2 separate regions of the Mus musculus genome follow, and region 1 is linked to region 2. Evidence: chromatin contacts called from public promoter capture Hi-C data. All regions are on one chromosome and are shown on one strand. The core of a region is the stretch at or near the end of the contact, and the rest is flanking DNA. Distances in the headings are between cores, read along the strand shown. Region 1 holds the start of Abcc6 (ATP-binding cassette, sub-family C (CFTR/MRP), member 6). Region 2 holds the start of Zfp719 (zinc finger protein 719).

Region 1 (2,999 bases), core at 359-2,858, 2.5 Mb before region 2:
GGCGGGGGGGGGGGGGGAGGGGGGAGTGACACTCACAGGAAGAAGGGCCATGGCTTCTCTGTCCTCACCACCACCTCCACCTCCCACCAAAACGGACCCAAATAAACAGAGAGGATGTGAAGTTTCACTGACAGCAGGCTTGCCGCACACAGCTTGCAGACGCAGTTGCGAGTTCTTCGAGAGCCCTCTCCTGCTGAAAGCTCAGAAGAAGCCGGCTGAAAGAACACTGTGCATCATACTGCGGGCACAGGCAACCCCAAAAGGTGGGGCAAGCCAAGCTGGAGAACCCATCCCGCCTGGGCCCTGCCAAAGAGAGGCTGTGGGAAAAGGTGGGGGCAAGACCAGAGAAGTGGCAGGGTTTGGACAGGGCAGAGGTCTGCATTCCTCCCTCACTGGAGCAGAGCACCTGGGTTGGTCTGTCTGGGGCAGTTTTTCTTCCCTACCTTGGAAGGAGTACAAACTCGTTACACAAAGAGAAAAGTGGAAAGGAAATGGGGTTCCCTGTGACCTCAACTTTACTACATCTCCAACTGTGTATCTGTGCAAACAGGATAAGACAACACAGAGTCACTTGTCTATTTGCCTATCTGTCTTGTCTTATCTGTCTGTCTGTCTGTATTGCATTGCTGGGACACAACCCATGGTCCCCTTAGCCACACCCCTTGCTTTAAGAAAAGAAAATGAGCCCTGACTTAGGAACACTTCTCCTTCTCATACCCTGCTGGTGCTGGGATCTATTTCAGAGTGTTTGGAGGCCACATTTCCATATTAGTGGGTTTTGCCGTAGCATTTTAAGGTGCTGCTGCTGCTGCTGCTGCTGCTGCTGTAATATCAGTACTAATAACTAACTTACCGAGCCATGCTGTGTGACTTGCACTGCTTAAGCCATTTCAAGGGTTGTTTTATTTTCATCATTTGTATGTATGCACAGGAGTGTGGAGGCCCGGGAGAAGGTGTTGGGTCCCCTGGAGCTGTCATTGCAGATGCTTGTGAGCAGCTGGAAGAGAGTCGTGGGAACCCAACCCCAGTCCTTTGCAGAAGCAGTGGGAGTTTAGAGTGCCTGAGCCACCTCTCCAGCTCATACTAAGGTCTTTATTAAGATTGTTCTTAATAAGGCACACAGGCGGCTGGGCCAGCAGGGGCTTGGGTTGTAGGCTAGCCTGGTCTGCATAGTGAGACCCTATCTCAAAAACTAATAAATAGAAGGACAAATACACACGTAAATAAATATTTTTCAAAGTAAGGCACTTCTCATTCTTCGCAGCGCCTGCATTTAGACAACATCTGTCCCGAGTTGCTGGTCCTGTAAATTACTAAGTCTCTTGGCTCTTTCCGCAGGATACCTTCCTGCATTGCTAAGTCCAAAGTATGCAGCAAGTTTGGGAGGGACTTCTCACGGAGAGGAAGCATGGAGGTGGCCGGCCCGGCACTTTTCAGGGGTTCCAGAATCACCTCCCCGGGCACCAGCTCCACCTCTGTATGCAGCTGGACCTTGCCCTGGGGCCTCCGCTATCCAGCTCCAATCCCTGTCAAACCTGCCTGGTCCCGCCTCCTCCTCCTCGGCTTGGAGCTGAGTTCTGAAGGCTGCTCTGGGACAAACAGACTCAGACTGATGAACAGAGGGCGCTCCATGGCCACGCCTGGAGAGCAGTGCGCCGGCCTGAGGGTGAGTCCAGCCTGCCCCACTCCTTTCTCTGCTCCAAGGATAACTCAAGCTGCTGGGGAAAGCCGCACTGGACTTCAAGTTCTTAACCGCGGGAAGCTGTAAGACAAACAGTGCAGCTACAGATCATGACACTTTCACCAAATCCCTGCTCTTGTAGAGCCCCTGCCAGCCACTGGGGACTTTGTTATTTGCATAGTGCTAGTGGGCCGCTCCCCAAACCTTCCCACTTTTGCATTTCTTCTGTCCCTATCTTACACTAGTCTATGGCCTGAAATCCAGCAGATCAGGGCCAGATTAGCAGTAAGAGATGGTGTTCACAGAGAGCTGGTTCTGTGCTTTAGCACCGTACTGTGAGCCCAACTGTTTAGGTAGCTTCAGGCAGCACATAAGGGGAGATTCTATTATTCCTCCTTGAAAGAGAAGGGCACAGTTGGCTCTGTCACTTCCTGCTTGTGTGGATGCAAATGGGGCAATTCCCTTTTGGTACCTCAGTCTACTCATCTATGAAATGGGGACAATAGCACCAAGAGTTCTTTTTTTTTTTTTTTTTTTTGGTTTTTTGAGACAGGGTTTCTCTGTGTAGCTCTGGCTGTCCTGGAACTCACTTTGTAGACCAGGCTGGCCTCGAACTCAGAAATCCGCCTGCCTCTGCCTCCCAAGTGCTGGGATTAAAGGCGTGCACCACCACGCCCGGCTCCAAGAGTTCTTATAATGAGTAACAGCCAAGCCAGATGTGGTGTCACTCATCTGTAAGCCTAGCACTTGGGAAACTAAGGCCAGAGGACCACAAGTTCAAAGCCAGCCCCAGGGACCACTGCTTCCCATCTGAGTAGAATTAGGCAAGTTCCTTACCTTCTCTGGGTCTCTACTTCCCCAGAAACTAAGTCAGTATAACTCCATCTGCCTTACAGAGCTGATGTTAGGCTGAAAAGCATTGAGAATTAAAAGGCACACCAGATAGAGCTTGGAATATCTTCATTCGGTCTGTCCCCACGGGCAGGTGAGATTGGGACTCGGGTGGCTAACATCCTAATGGTGTCCCTGGTGTTCTTTTCAGGTCTGGAACCAGACAGAGCAGGAGCCTGCGGCCTATCACTTGCTCAGCCTGTGCTTTGTGAGAGCCGCCAGCAGCTGGGTGCCCCCCATGTACCTCTGGGTCCTCGGCCCCATCTACCTTCTCTACATCCATCGCCATGGCCGGTGCTACCTCCGGATGTCCCACCTCTTCAAAACCAAAATGGTAGCCACGGGGAGCCTGAACCAGGGAGTGGGGAGGGTAGCAGGGTTGAGGGCAGACTAGAACCTGGCAGAGGTCCCACGCCTCCCATCAGCA
Region 2 (2,934 bases), core at 184-2,683:
TCTTTTTTTCCTTAACATTTCTTTAGGAGGTGGGGAATAATTGGAGAAGGCAGCTCGCCCAACATTAACGGAAAAAAAAATTTTTTTTTAAAGATTTATTCTTACTATTCAAACATTTAAAAATGAAACGTGTGTGGGTGTTTTGTCTGTCTTTGTCTGTGCACCATTAGCTGGGAGGCCAGAAGGGAACACGGATCCCCTGGAATCGTCCCACCAGGCAGTTCCAAGGCACCATGTGGTGTGGGTGCTGGGAACCCAACACTGCTGACCCACATCTCCACTCTCCTGCCTTTCCTCCTCACTGGTCTCTTCAGTAGGCAGACTGGATGAGGCTGGCCCTTGCCTGTTTGGATGCAGGAACCCAGGCTTCTGCCTTACAATCTTTTTACAGCAGCACCTTTCTGCGTAACTGCCAATTACCAATCCTTGCCAAATTCACAGATCCCAGGCACAAGTCAAACCTCCGATCAGACCTCACATCAGCAAAGGACTGCAGTATTTATGTAAACTTTCAATTGTAACTGAAATGACTAGTTTTTTCTTAAATCTTTCTTCTGTCTTCAGTTGCATACGGGGGAAAGGAAATATCCAGAACACCTAAGGGCAGCCCCAAGGCTATGTCCCCGCTTAGATAACTGTGACCACATTAAATATACCTAAACACATCTCCTGGCTTCTAGGCAGTGCCTTCTATTGCTAATACTGCTTAGGCTGACAGAGATGGAGGGCACTGGGTCTCCAGTTTGGACCAAACGTAAATAAATTCATTTCCCCGTTTTCTCTTACTCTTTGGAGTTTATCTCCTCTCGAAGGCCAGTGTTTGACCAGGAGCCAGGGCTCCAGTTACCAGCTACTCAAACAGCCCAGAAAGCGACGCGGTCGCCCTCACAAAGCACCCTACACTGGCCTCAAGCTCCATCGCCTGACTCCTAAGCCAATCACAGACTGAGCGGATCACAAGCCATCTCAAGGTCCTCGCCCTGAAGCTCCCGGATGCTGCAGCGCCCACTCACTGAGTCCTGCCCCGAATGCCCTCACATGGTAATTTTCACGGACGACGGTGGGAAATCCCACAGGACAGCATACTGGGAAGTGACAAAATACAGACGCGGAAAACCCGCAGGAACAGAATGAAAGAGAACCGAACGACCCCCACTTTATCCACCTCATCCCCCCCTGGGGCCGATTCAACCATCACTCAGCACAAACCGGCGCTCAGCAGCACAGCGTCCTCTGCTCCACATCCACTCACCTCACATTACACCTTAGAGAAGCTCTGCACACGGCACGCCAGGACTGCGAGACTTCCGCCCACAGACACCCACAATTCCATGGGTTCGGATTCCAAACACCCACGCTACCCTGGCAACGACAGGAGAGGCGAACTACTTTAAGATCTGAGCGGATGTGATCACTCTAGGCCACTTCCGATTTGAATAAGGGTTCCCTCAGTTCACTACCACGTAGCCCTGGGTGGCGCGCATGCGCACCACCACTGGCGGAAGTCTGTCTTGCCAGTACTTATTATGGCTCATCTGGTGGTTTCTGATTTTTTTTTTTTTTTTTTTAACTTCTTCCTAGAAAGTGCCATGGCTGAACCCACACTCCCGTGACACAGAGGCAAGCATCAAAGCGCAACGGTTCCATACAGCCGACAAGAATGTGATAGGTGAAAGTCCAAGGCTGTCTCACATGCTTAGGGGATTTATTAACGTCTTGTATGTGTATATAATTCTAAGACACTGTAACATTACATCTTCCTAAATGTACCTTTTTTTCCCCTGTATTTTATTAGATTTACTTTATGTATTTTTGCCTGCATGTTGAGTTTATAGCATCCAGGACAGCTGCAAGAGCAACAAGTGCTTTTAATCTGTTTCTCTTTTTCTTCAACTTTCTCTTGATTTTCACCAGAATTGAAAGAAGTTCTTATTTTTGAGATGACCTCACTATATTGGTCTGACTGGCTTGGAACCGGACATGAAGGTCATTCTGGCCTTGGACTCTCAGACATCTCATGGCCTCTGTTTCCCGAGTGCTGGGATTAAAGATGTGTATCACCACACTGGCCTTTTCTAATTTTTCAAAAATTGAAAACTATGTGGGGTTATTAGGAAACAGGAGGTAAGTCATATGGAACACCAACGGTGAGAAACTGAGATAAGCCATCATTTACGTCATACTGAGGCATCTCACGGTTCCCAGAGGATAGAAACCTGTTCTTACTTAGAAGTAAAATGTCTTCTAAATCGCATAATAGAAATAATGTAGAACTAGGTGGGCAGTGGAAATAATGATAAACAGGGACACTAGTCAAATGGGAAAAACACCTAGCACTGTAGTGAATAAATTAGTAGACCTAATGTACATTATAAGAATAAAGTATAAAATTGTGTGAGTTATCTCCATATTAAACACATTCTAGCCCTGGACAGTCTAGAACAGTGGTTCTCAACCTGTGGGTTATGACCCCTTTGACAAACCTCTATCTCCAAAAATATTTACATCATGATTCATAACAGTAGCAAAATTACAGTTATGAAGTAGCAATGAAAAATATTAGAAAGGTTGAGAACCACTGGTCTGGAACTATGTAGACCAGGCTGGCCTTGAAGTTACTCTGATCTTGTCTATACCAGGGAAGTTCTAGGATTACAACAATGTGCAATCATGCCCAGTTCACACATAGTCTAGAGCTTCCCACTGAGAACAGACTACAGGAATAATGATTTAGGAAACAGTTTCATCATCAAAGATACACCTCAGGAGTCCCAAAAGAGTGGACTCAGCCATCCATCACCACAGAGCAAAATTATGATAAGTTAGGCACCAACGTGTTCTTCCGGAATTTCTTTTTGTTTTGTTTTGTTTTGTTTTGTTTTGTTTTGTTTTGTTTTGTTTCGAGACAGGGTATGTAGCCTTGGCTGTCCTGGA

Evidence for each region. Promoter capture Hi-C pulls out the DNA fragments that hold promoters and counts their contacts.
Region 1: a promoter capture Hi-C map of embryonic stem cells shows a contact between it and region 2, with 2.9 times the contacts expected there. The contact joins the promoter of Abcc6 here to the promoter of Zfp719 in region 2. A contact is called at or near these places in 2 of 39 promoter capture datasets (embryonic stem cells and liver).

Annotation. Positions count from the first base shown.
Region 1 is chr7:46,028,895-46,031,893 of GRCm38.p6, reverse strand. It overlaps Abcc6 (ATP-binding cassette, sub-family C (CFTR/MRP), member 6), which reads left to right and starts at 1,608. Exons shown (of 31, transcript NM_018795.2): 1 at 1,608-1,666; 2 at 2,724-2,906. The coding sequence starts at 1,613.
Region 2 is chr7:43,578,085-43,581,018 of GRCm38.p6, reverse strand. It overlaps Zfp719 (zinc finger protein 719), which reads right to left and starts at 1,433. Exons shown (of 4, transcript NM_172482.1): 1 at 1,253-1,433.